2 separate regions of the Mus musculus genome follow, and region 1 is linked to region 2. A link is a contact called in public Hi-C data. All regions are on one chromosome and are shown on one strand. The core of a region is the stretch at or near the end of the contact, and the rest is flanking DNA. Distances in the headings are between cores, read along the strand shown. Region 1 overlaps Galnt17 (polypeptide N-acetylgalactosaminyltransferase 17). Region 2 overlaps Galnt17 (polypeptide N-acetylgalactosaminyltransferase 17).

Region 1 (4,927 bases), core at 1,297-3,796, 69 kb after region 2:
ACAGGCACAAATCAAAATGGCACAGAAAGTTCTTTTAAAAAAATGGGTAAAAACAAACAAGAAAGCCAGGCAGTATTAAGATGAAATACAGTTCTTGTCACCCTTGTATAAATCAGCTGCACACAGCCAAGTCCCTCTCATAATTTTTTCTAGGTTCAAAACAGAAATGTTATTTAAAGCAAGCTTACTTTCTTGAACATCTTTTCACAAGGATGAGGACTATGATGGTTTGTATGGGCTCTGCCCAGGGAATGGCACTATTAGAAGCTGAGGCCCTATTGGGATAGGTGTGGCCTTGTTGGAGTAGGTGTGTCATTGTGGGTGTGGGCTTTAAGATCCTCATCCTAGCAGCCTGGAGAATCAGTATTTTGCTAGCAGCCTTCAGATGAAGATGTAGAACTCTCAGCTCCTCCTGCACCATGCCTGCGTGGAGACTGCCATGCTCCCACCTTGATGATAATGGACTGAACCTCTGAACCTGTAAGCCAGCCCCACTTGAATATTGTTCTTTATAAGACTTGCCTTAGTCATGGTATCTGTTCACAGCAGTAAAACCCTAACTAAGGCAAGGACTGAATACTTGAAAGAGGCATCTGGTATACCAGGGTCATGTACCCAGCCAGTTAGAGACCAGAACCATGCATAGACCTTGGGAGAGTCCAACTACTGGGGAAAACTTCTGTCAGTGATCCTCAGATATAGGTGATTTCAGAACCACGAGGATAACTGGCTAAAATAAAGACTGCTGGGCTGTAATCACAGAGTTTTCATAAGGTGGCCTGTGGAGTTCCATCATTTAGCTCCACTCTGGATGCTCAGGCAGATGATCTAGGGAATGAACTTAGAAAACTGCTGGTCTCCATGACTGATTCTCAGTGACGCAGACATCCCTGAGTGAATCAAGAAATGATGAAGGAAGCAAGGCTTGGTGGCACATTCCAGAAATCCTAGCAACCAGGCGATGTAGACAGGAGACTCTTGGGCTTAATGCCAGCTTAGCCTATATACTAAGGGTCTGTATCAAAAAAATCAAGAGCTGGGGCTGAGGAGAAAGCTCAGTTGGTAAAATGCTTGCTGCTACTCAAGCATGACCCAAGCTTTAACCTTAGAACCCATTTTTTTAAAAGTCATGGTGTCACATGCTTATAATCCCAGAACTGGAGAGGTGGAGGCAGAAAGATCCCTGGGGATTACAAGCCAGCTAGTTCAGGCTTTCTAGTGAATTGCAGAACAATAAGATATTCAGTCCTTAAAAAAAAAAAGTAGAAGGAAGGGCTGGGGAGATGGCTCAGTGGTTAAGAGTGCATACCGTTCTTATAGAAGAGTAGAGTTTTGGTTCCAAGCACCCATATAGGGTGGGTCACAATCACCAGGTCCAAAGGATCCAATGCCCTCTTTTGGCTCGTGCTGTCACCAGAACACACACACACACACACCCCACTCACACATACATATAAATAAAAATAAATCTACAAGAAAAATAGCATGGTGGACTGAATCTGAGGAATGACACCCAAAGATGTCCTTTGGCTTCCATAAACATCTGCAAACACATATGCAAACATCTTTAAACACACACACACACACACACACACACACACACACACACACACAAACACACACACCCCTGTGTGGTTGGAACTGTAGTCCACTGGCATAATGGGAAAAGCTAGCAATACTCAGATGTTCAGAGAGGGTGGAGGGCTATATGGAGCCTAGAATCAACTGTATGCCATGGAGCACTGGCCAACTTGGTGGGTTTCTGGCATAGCCTTTCTTCCAAGAGAAGAAAACCAGACCAGAAGGCTATGGCTCTGCACAAAGAGCCCTGATTGCATTCTCCCTGCTGCCGCTAATTAGAGACGAGGCCTTGGCAAGTCTGTCATTCTCAGGGTGCTTTGGGGTTTGTTTGTGAAATGAAAACACTTAGACTGGAAGCTTTGCAGGGACCTTCTTGAACTAATATTCGGAAACTTCTAGAATCCAGACTTTAGGTGAGGGAAACAATCCATGAGGGTCTTCTTTCCACAGCCAAGCTTTTTTTTTTTTTTAAAAAAAAGGATTTTATACATTTTTTTATTTATGTGTTACCCGTGTGTATTGGTGGAGGGCAAGGGTGAGCGGAATGTGAATATAAATTGGGGTGGCACTGGGAATGGTATGTGAATGTGAGTATGAATGCCAGTAGAGGCCAGAAAGGTGTGTCAGATCCCCTAGAGCTAGAGTTACAAGGAGTTATGAGCCACCCATTGTAGGTGTTGGGAACCAAACTCATGTCCTCTGGAGAAGCAAGTGCCCCTAACTGATGAGCCCTCTCTCCAACCCACTCCTAATGCAGACCATCTGTCACGATTTCAGAGGTGTCACCAAACACAGTGGCATCAGCTGGGAGTCTCTGTCCTCTCCTTACAGAGTGATGGACGGCATCCAACGTGCCAGCCAATGTACCAGCAAGAAATAATCAGCTAAGCAAGCCAGCGTGGGGCAAGTGCTGGGCTCTGAGCCTGGATGGAAGTCTAGGAAGAACAAATGGAGCTGAGAGAGAAAGTGGGCAGCTGGCCCAGAGCTGGATTCACCGGTGGCAATCCGATGTTACTGTGGTGGTCAGGCAAGGGAGACAGGAAAGCTGCGCTGGGCTCACAATGTTCCCTCAGTTTCTATAGAGCATGTGTGGAGACTGCAAGACCAGAATGGCTCTTTCTGAGGATGGTTTAATTCAGCTAATAGGATTCTCTCTACCCATTTCCCTCTAAACAATAAAACTTCATTCTACTTCCATTAAAAAAAAACAGTCTGTTTATATGTGTGTGTATGTTAGTATATGTGGGGGTGGGGTGCGGGACACAGAGGCCAGAGAAGAGCATTGGGTCACTTGAGGTTGAAGTTTCAGAAGGTAGTGAGCCACTGGGACATGGATGCCTGGAACTGATCTCAGATCCTCTGGAAGAATAGCAAACCCTCTTTGCCACTGAGCTATCTCTCCAGCCCCTAGTCTTTTTAAACGTTGTTACTAACTGTGCATACACTTACTTGTTTGAATCTGGGTTCATGCATTTGAATGCAGTACCCATGAAGGCCAGAAGAGGGCAGACTCCCCTGGTGCTGGATTTACCAGGTGGTTGTGGGCATTGTCTATGCATATTTGCCTGCTGCCAGATAGGGAGGCATGTTCTTTAACTTGGTTATTATGAGCAGTGCTGTAGCAGAGATGGATGTACAAGTCTCTGTGAAGTCCTTTGGGGTCCTTCGGGTAAATCATTGTGGCTGCTGGGTCTTATTAGCTGCATAAAATCATCCCATGAAAGACCTAAAGCTACTAGTTGGAGCAAAGCGAATGATGTGGAATGGAAAACAACCACCTGTAATTCCAGCTCCAGGGGAGTCTGCCCTCTTCTGGCCTTCATGGGTACTGCATTCACATGCACAAACTCAGACACATAACAGTAGGTACAGTTTTTAAAAAAAAGTTTAAATTTAAAGATTAAGGGCTGGAGAGATGGCTCAGTGGCAAAGAGTGTTTACTACTCTCTCAGAAGACCTGAATTCCTAGCATCCATGTCCAGTGGATCACTACCTTTTGAACAGAGGATATGATTTGAGGACAAGATTGTGAATGCGTAGGATATGCGAGCATAAAATTTAAAAAGAAAGAAAAGCTTTACAAAAGTAAAGCTGTTTCTAAAACAAAGACGAGAGGCCAAGGAGATGCCTCAGAGCTTACTAAGCACTTGGCTCACAAAGTTGAGCTTCCCTACAAGTCCACATAAAATCCCGAGTGGGCGTGGTTGCCTACCCATAAATCCAACTTGAGGAAGTGAGTCCAAGGAGCCCCAGCAAGCTGGCTAGTGAGACTAGCCAGGCTGGTGACCTCTAGAGTTGACTGAGAGGCTGCACCTCTATAAATAAGGTAGGAGGAGCCCCAACCTCAGCATTGGGTCTCCATGTGCACCCAGAACACATGTTCACTCCTGCCCCCCCCCCACACACACACAAAAAAATGCTTTTAAAAATATTTTTTTAAATGAAAAAAAAAAACCCACACTATTTCCTATGCATGAATGGCTCACCTATTTGTATGTCTGTGTACCACTTGTGTGCTTGGTGCCCACAGAAGCCAGAAGAGGGAGTTGGAGTCCCTGAAACTAGAATTGCACACGATTGTGAGCTGCCACGTGGGTGGGAGCTGGAAAGTAAAGCCAGGTCCTCTGAAAGAGCAATGAGTGCTCTTAACCAGAGAGCCATCTCTCCAAGTCTAAAGCTTACTGTGCACACACACACACACAGACACACACACACACACACAGGGTCAGAAGAGTACATTAGAAGTCAGAAGAGAGCCACAGGTCAGGTCCTCTTAGGGTAGAGTTATAGGAGGCTGCGCGAGGTACAACATGGGTCTTGAGAACAGAATCCAGGCCTCTGGAAGAGCAGTAAACATTCTTAACTGTGGAGCCATCTTTTTAGTCCCTTAATTAAAACAACAACTATAGAGTGTAAAAGATAGATGGTTCATTTCATAGTGGAAATAGGAGATTTCCTGGAAGCTCTTGAAACTATCCATAACACTGGTGTGTGTGTGTGTGTGTGTGTGTGTGTGTGTGTGTGTGTGTGTGACTTCTTCAGGCGTGAGTAAGATTCAGGAATGAAGGGAAGGGGGTTCTTCCAGTTGTAGAAGGAGGCAGCAAAGGGAAAGGTGGTCTTTCATGTTAAGCCAGCCTGGCGAGAAACTTCTGAGTTTAGACACTTGATTGCCAGCAGGTGGCGCTGTTTGAGGAGACTATGGAATGTGCAGGTGGCGGCACTTGAACTGGAAGTGACTTGGCTTTGATAGTTCATGCCCAAGCTCTCACTTCCAGTCTGACCTTTCCTTCCTGTTCTGCCAAAAATATAAGGATGAAAAAAACCAGTCTCTCCTCCTGCCTCAGAT
Region 2 (5,183 bases), core at 467-2,966:
ACAGCTTCATGGTGTGACCGGGAGGGAACTTTCAAAGACAATGGAAGATCCTGAGGACTCTGAGGCAACCAATGTATTCTTTGAGGGATTTATAATGGGATGCTGTTATTGGAAAGTAGTGGTAAGCCGGAGATATAAGTAGGCAACTAAGAGTATGTGCTCTGGTTACATTTTGCCCTGGCTCCTCCATCTATCTTCACTTCTCTGCTTCCTCTCTGCTAAGAAGTAAAGAAAGGACTCCAGCATATGTTCTACAACTACAAGGTTCTACCCATGCACTTGGGAGCCATCCTCACCATGAACTGGACCTCTGAAACTGAGCCAAAATAAATCCTTCACTCATTTATTCTTTTCTTTCTTCTTGCTAGGCATGGCGGTGCACACCTTTGATTACCACTCTCATGAGGCAAAAGCAGGCTGATCTATGTGAGTTTGAGACCAGCCTGGACTACATATTAAGTACCAGGATAGCAAGGGCTACATAGTCAATGTGGTGGTTTGAATATGCATGGCCCATGGGAAATGGCACTATTAGGAGGTGTGGCCTCACTGGAGGAAGTGTGTCACTGTGTAGGCGGGCTTTGAGGGCTCCCAGGGTTCAGTGTAGAAGAGAGACCTTCCTCCTGGCTGCCTGCAAAAGACAGTCTCCTGACTGCCTCTGGATCAAGATGTAGCCTTCTCCACCACCGTGTCTGCCTGCATGCTGCCATGCTTTCCCGCCATGATGATAATGGACTGAACCTGTGAAACTGTAAGTCAGTCCCAATTAAATGTTGTCGTTTATAAGAGTTGCCTTGGACATGGTGTCTGCTCACAGCAATAAAACCCTAAGACAGTCAGATTCTGTCTCAAACAGGGGAAAAAAAATGAACAACAACAACAAAAACCTTCCTTTCATTCTTCTTTTGTTGTTGACAATTTTAGACAAGGTCTCCTGGAGCCCAGTCTAAGTCATAATCCTGCTTTTACATCCACTGTACTGAGATTGCAGGTGTGTCAACCATGCCCAAGCCCAGGTTCAACATCCTTCCTACCGGAAATGGGTTGATCGACTTTAATCTGAGTCACATTCCCAAATTATGGGTTACAAGATGATCTGTGTTTGGAAATCCTAGCTTTGTGGGTGATATAGTTGAATGGTCTTATCATAAAAACCCCAGATTACTTACATGAAAAATCAGAGTCTTGAGAAGCGAGATGGCTCAGTGGTTCAAAGCACTTGCTGCTCATACAAGCACCCAAGATCAGTTTCCAGTAACCACATTGGGTTGCTTACAACAGCCTGGAAAAACAGCCCCAGGGGGTTCTGATACTTTCTTCTGGCCTCTCCAGGTACCGGGTAGAATACACATGTATACACATAAATCAAAATCAAAATAGCTAACATTTTAAAAAAGAAAATAAAACTCTCAAGGAAAACTTGGAGCATCAACCAGTTGAGACAAGCTAGACAGACCTCTGCTTCCTCCTCCTCTGGCGGACCCTCCCTCTTTGTTTCCTTTGTCTGGTTCTCCTGTTTGCCTTCTCTCTCCTCCTCTTCTTCCTCCTCCCCCTCTTCTGCCTCCCTCCCCCTCCTCTTCCCCTCTCCTTTTGGAACAGTCTTTCTGAGTACCCCAGGCTTACATGGAACTCACAATCCATCTGCTTCCACCTCCCACATGCTGAGCTCACAGGCAGGCCCGCAGGCATGCACATCTAGTTAGGGGGTTCTTAACTTCCTTCCGAGTGGATGAGCTTTTATACCCAACAGCCTTTTAGGACAGAGGCACCACCATCCCACTTGTGGAGAAAGCTGAACATGTGGTCTGCAGTCGTTGTCGTCCACCCCCCCCCCCCAGCTCTGCCTGCTTATTGGCCCTCCCAGGGAGTACAGACTGACCACTCCTGGAGAGATGGATGCCCACTTGGCTGAGGCAGCCACGGATGACAGCTCCCCAGTGTGGTTAATGGTGACCCTCTGACCTTCTCGCCTTTGATTTCCTTAATGCAATCGTTCTGGTTCCTTGCTGCCTGACAAAAGGTCAGCTCTTGTTTATCCTCTAATAAATGTGGTAGGAAAGAGAGGGAAAGAGGGAGGGAGGGAGGGAAGGAGGGAGTGAGAGGGAGGGAGGGAGGGAGGGAGGGAGGGAGGGAGGGAGAGAGAGAGAGAGAGAGAGAGAGAGAGAGAGAACACAAAAACCAACAGAAAATCTCACTGCTGTCACCAGATAATCCAGGGCAAACTGGCTCCTTTTTGGTTTCATCTTTGAACGTCTAAATTTGTGCCACACTTGACTGTGTTGTCACTGGCTGTCATGAGCAGCATCTAGCCCTTTTGTGGAGTAAGTGCTTCTCAAAAAAGACCAGGCTTTTTTTTTTTCTGAACAGGCTGTATTTTTGGCTGCAGTCTTGAACTGCTGGGAATGCAATTGCTTTTTAATTGGAACCAGCAACCAAGGTTGGCTTGGATTCAAAGCCAGGCCTCCCAGCATCGGCAGGGGCTACCATAGTCTAGGGACAGGGGAGTGGAATGGCCAGAGTGACCCACCTTCAGGCTGGGACTCCCAGGGGAGGATCTGTTCACACCTAAGGACCTGATAGCTTGGGATTAGAATTTTTATTCCCTGACCTAGAAAAAGAAGTGCTTGCCATTCCCAGGGACTGGCAAACCAAGAGCATGCTGCACAGCTAGGCAGAAGGTCTCCCCCAACCCAGCTGACATCTACATGGGTGGGATGAAGAAGCTCAGGGGAAAGGGAACAAAGGAATCTCAGAGGAAAATTATCCTGGTTTTCCGTCAATGTTACAGCCCAAATGTCCTTTCCTTCCCAAAGGAAACGGTTGCAGGGATGCATGTTCTCACTGTCTGTCACAGTGGGGGTAATGAATGTTCTGGAAGGAATAGATCACTTCAGGTTCTCATTGTGCCAAGTAATTATGTCAAATTAAATGTATTAATACAACAGTACCTTTCATTTAGCCAGTACGCTAAAGAGCCCATGCTTTAGCTGAACATCTACACAATGGCTTGCTATACCACACTCTCATCTCTGTGAATTCCTTTGATTCAAAATGAAAAAAAATTAATTTGAATAAATGTATGAAGGGCATGATGCTGAAGGCCAGGTCAGCCATTCATACTAAGAAGTAAAAAAAAGAAAAAGAAAGAAAAAGCAAAATGAACACACAAACACACATGTGCATACACACACGCATACACACACACACACACACGCACATGCACACATATGCAGACACACACGCAGACTATGAAGAGGTCAGCCCAGAGCATCAACAGATTATTTTTATATGCACTTAACTTCAGAAGGGTAACTCCAGTTAAATTCATTGTTTCACCAACTTGCCCCTGGTTGGAAATACTTGTTTCTGTTGTTCATGTCTGCACCCTGTCTAGGGCGGACAGACATTTCTTCACATCTCCTCAGAACAGGTCTTTGGCTTGATTACTTCCACAGAAAGGTGGGGTAAACAATTAAAAGCCAAGATGTGGCTGGATATGGGTGTGCTGGTGTGTGTGGTGGTTTGAATGTGAAACGTCTCCTTTAGGCTCACATGTTCGAAACACTCGGTCGCCAGTTGGCGGTGCTGTTTAAGAAAGCTATGGAACTTTTAGGAAGTAGAGCTCTGTTGGAGGAAGTATGTCACTGGAGGTGGGCTTTTGAGGGTTTGTAGCCTCACCCTACTTCCTGTTCTTTCCTGTTGCTTCCTGTTCAAGTGAAGTGCCATCTTCCTGCTTCAAGTTGTGAGAATGTTCTCAGGTTTCCACTGTCCAGCCTTTCCCATTATAATAGATTCTATCCATTGGGAAAGTACAGGGCAAAGTAAACCATTTCCTTTATAAGATACTTTTGCTCATAGCATTTTATCCCAGTAATAAAAACTAACACAGTATAAATTTGAATTTGGTTCTGATGGGTCACACTGGGGGACTTTCTCCCTTTGCTTTCTACACATTTCTCCAAAGCATTCCATCACTGCTGAGGGTCTGACTCCTCTAGACTGAAACACCAGTCTTTGGGTTTAGGTACTATTCCAGTTTTCCCATTGCACCCGGTATCAGAGCATTCTAGATTATCTCATATCGTGCTATCCCCCTTTCTCCGGGTTTTTTGTTTTGTTTTTGTTTGCTTTTTTGCCTTTCACAGCACTTGATCATCTACAGCTCCTCTCGTTTCCCAAGAGTTTGTGTATTAAACCCCAAATAAAAGAAGTGTGGTTTGTTTTCCATAGTGCACGGCTACTCGGGGCTCCAAGAAGGAGTCTGTGACATCTAGAAACATCTATTCTGTATTGCTGTGCTCCAGGCATTGCAGTGAGGAAAAGGTCCAGCAGAGACATTCATGGAGACAGTGGGGCCTACTCAAAAGTAACAGTCAGTGGGCAAGTCAAAGACACATTTGTCTATGATATAACAATGTCAGCCGTGCCTGAAGGTTCAGTCTGGTAATCTCAGCTACACAAGAGACTGAGGCAGGAGGGTCACAAGTTTAAGGGCTAACTGGACTAAAGGGTAACTTCAAGGCCAGACTGGGCAACTTAAGTGAGAGTCTAAGATGTACCTCATTGATAGAGTACTTGCCTAGAATCTTTCAGTGAGGGGCTGGGGGCATGGCTCAGTGGGAGAGCCCCTGCCTAGAATCCCCCAGGGAGGGGTTGGGGGCATGGCTCAGTGGTAGAGCCCCTGCCTAGAATCCCCCAGTAAGGGGCTGGGGGCGTGGCTCAGTGGTAGAGCACCTGCCTAGAATCCCCCAGGGAGGGGCTGGGGGCGTGGCTCAGTGGTAGAGCACCTGCCTAGATTCCCCTAGTGAGGGGCTAGGGGTTTGTCTCAGTAATAGATCTTCTGCTCAGAATCCCCTAATGAGGGGTTGGGGGTGTGGCTCAGTGATAAATCTTCTGCCTAGACTCCTCCAGTGAAGGTTGGAGCTGCTTGTCTTATTGATGTTAATCTTCAGTATTATAAAAGCAAAGCAAAATTAAAAACAGCAGCAACAACACAACTGTCTCAAGACAAACATACCTGGGAGCCCTCGCTGGTATGCATAAAGATTTATAACCAGAGGTCAGATGCACCAAAGGATCCCTGATCCTTGCCAAGTACTGTTAGGATAGGCTTGGACGTCTTCTTCACCTGAGACTGCGGTATCTGGGAACACTTTCCCTCCCAGATCTTCCTATTTAATCCT

The links. A called contact is a pair of places that touch in the nucleus more often than the background predicts.
Region 1: a Hi-C map of cerebellum shows a contact between it and region 2, with 2.1 times the contacts expected there. The contact joins two enhancer-like sites. A contact is called at or near these places in 1 of 39 promoter capture datasets (hippocampal neurons), 6 of 484 Hi-C or Micro-C datasets (cerebellum, embryonic stem cells, nephron progenitors and 1 more), 2 of 115 datasets of contacts at active chromatin or transcription factors (VIP interneurons and astrocytes) and 1 of 9 other capture datasets (embryonic stem cells).

The regions. Positions count from the first base shown.
Region 1 is chr5:131,004,940-131,009,866 of GRCm38.p6, forward strand. All of the region lies in intron 5 of Galnt17 (polypeptide N-acetylgalactosaminyltransferase 17), which reads right to left. Among named protein-coding and RNA genes, the nearest start is that of Gm40338, 77 kb to the right of the region's middle. Within about 2 kb of position 2,547, at least 45 of the 459 cell types and tissues checked have an H3K27ac peak or open chromatin away from gene starts, as enhancers often do. A contact at or near this core is called in VIP interneurons, cerebellum and hippocampal neurons, where this site is marked.
Region 2 is chr5:130,936,710-130,941,892 of GRCm38.p6, forward strand. The region is part of intron 6 of Galnt17 (polypeptide N-acetylgalactosaminyltransferase 17); the gene reads right to left. Among named protein-coding and RNA genes, the nearest start is that of Gm40337, 84 kb to the left of the region's middle. Within about 2 kb of position 1,717, at least 62 of the 459 cell types and tissues checked have an H3K27ac peak or open chromatin away from gene starts, as enhancers often do. A contact at or near this core is called in VIP interneurons, cerebellum and hippocampal neurons, where this site is marked.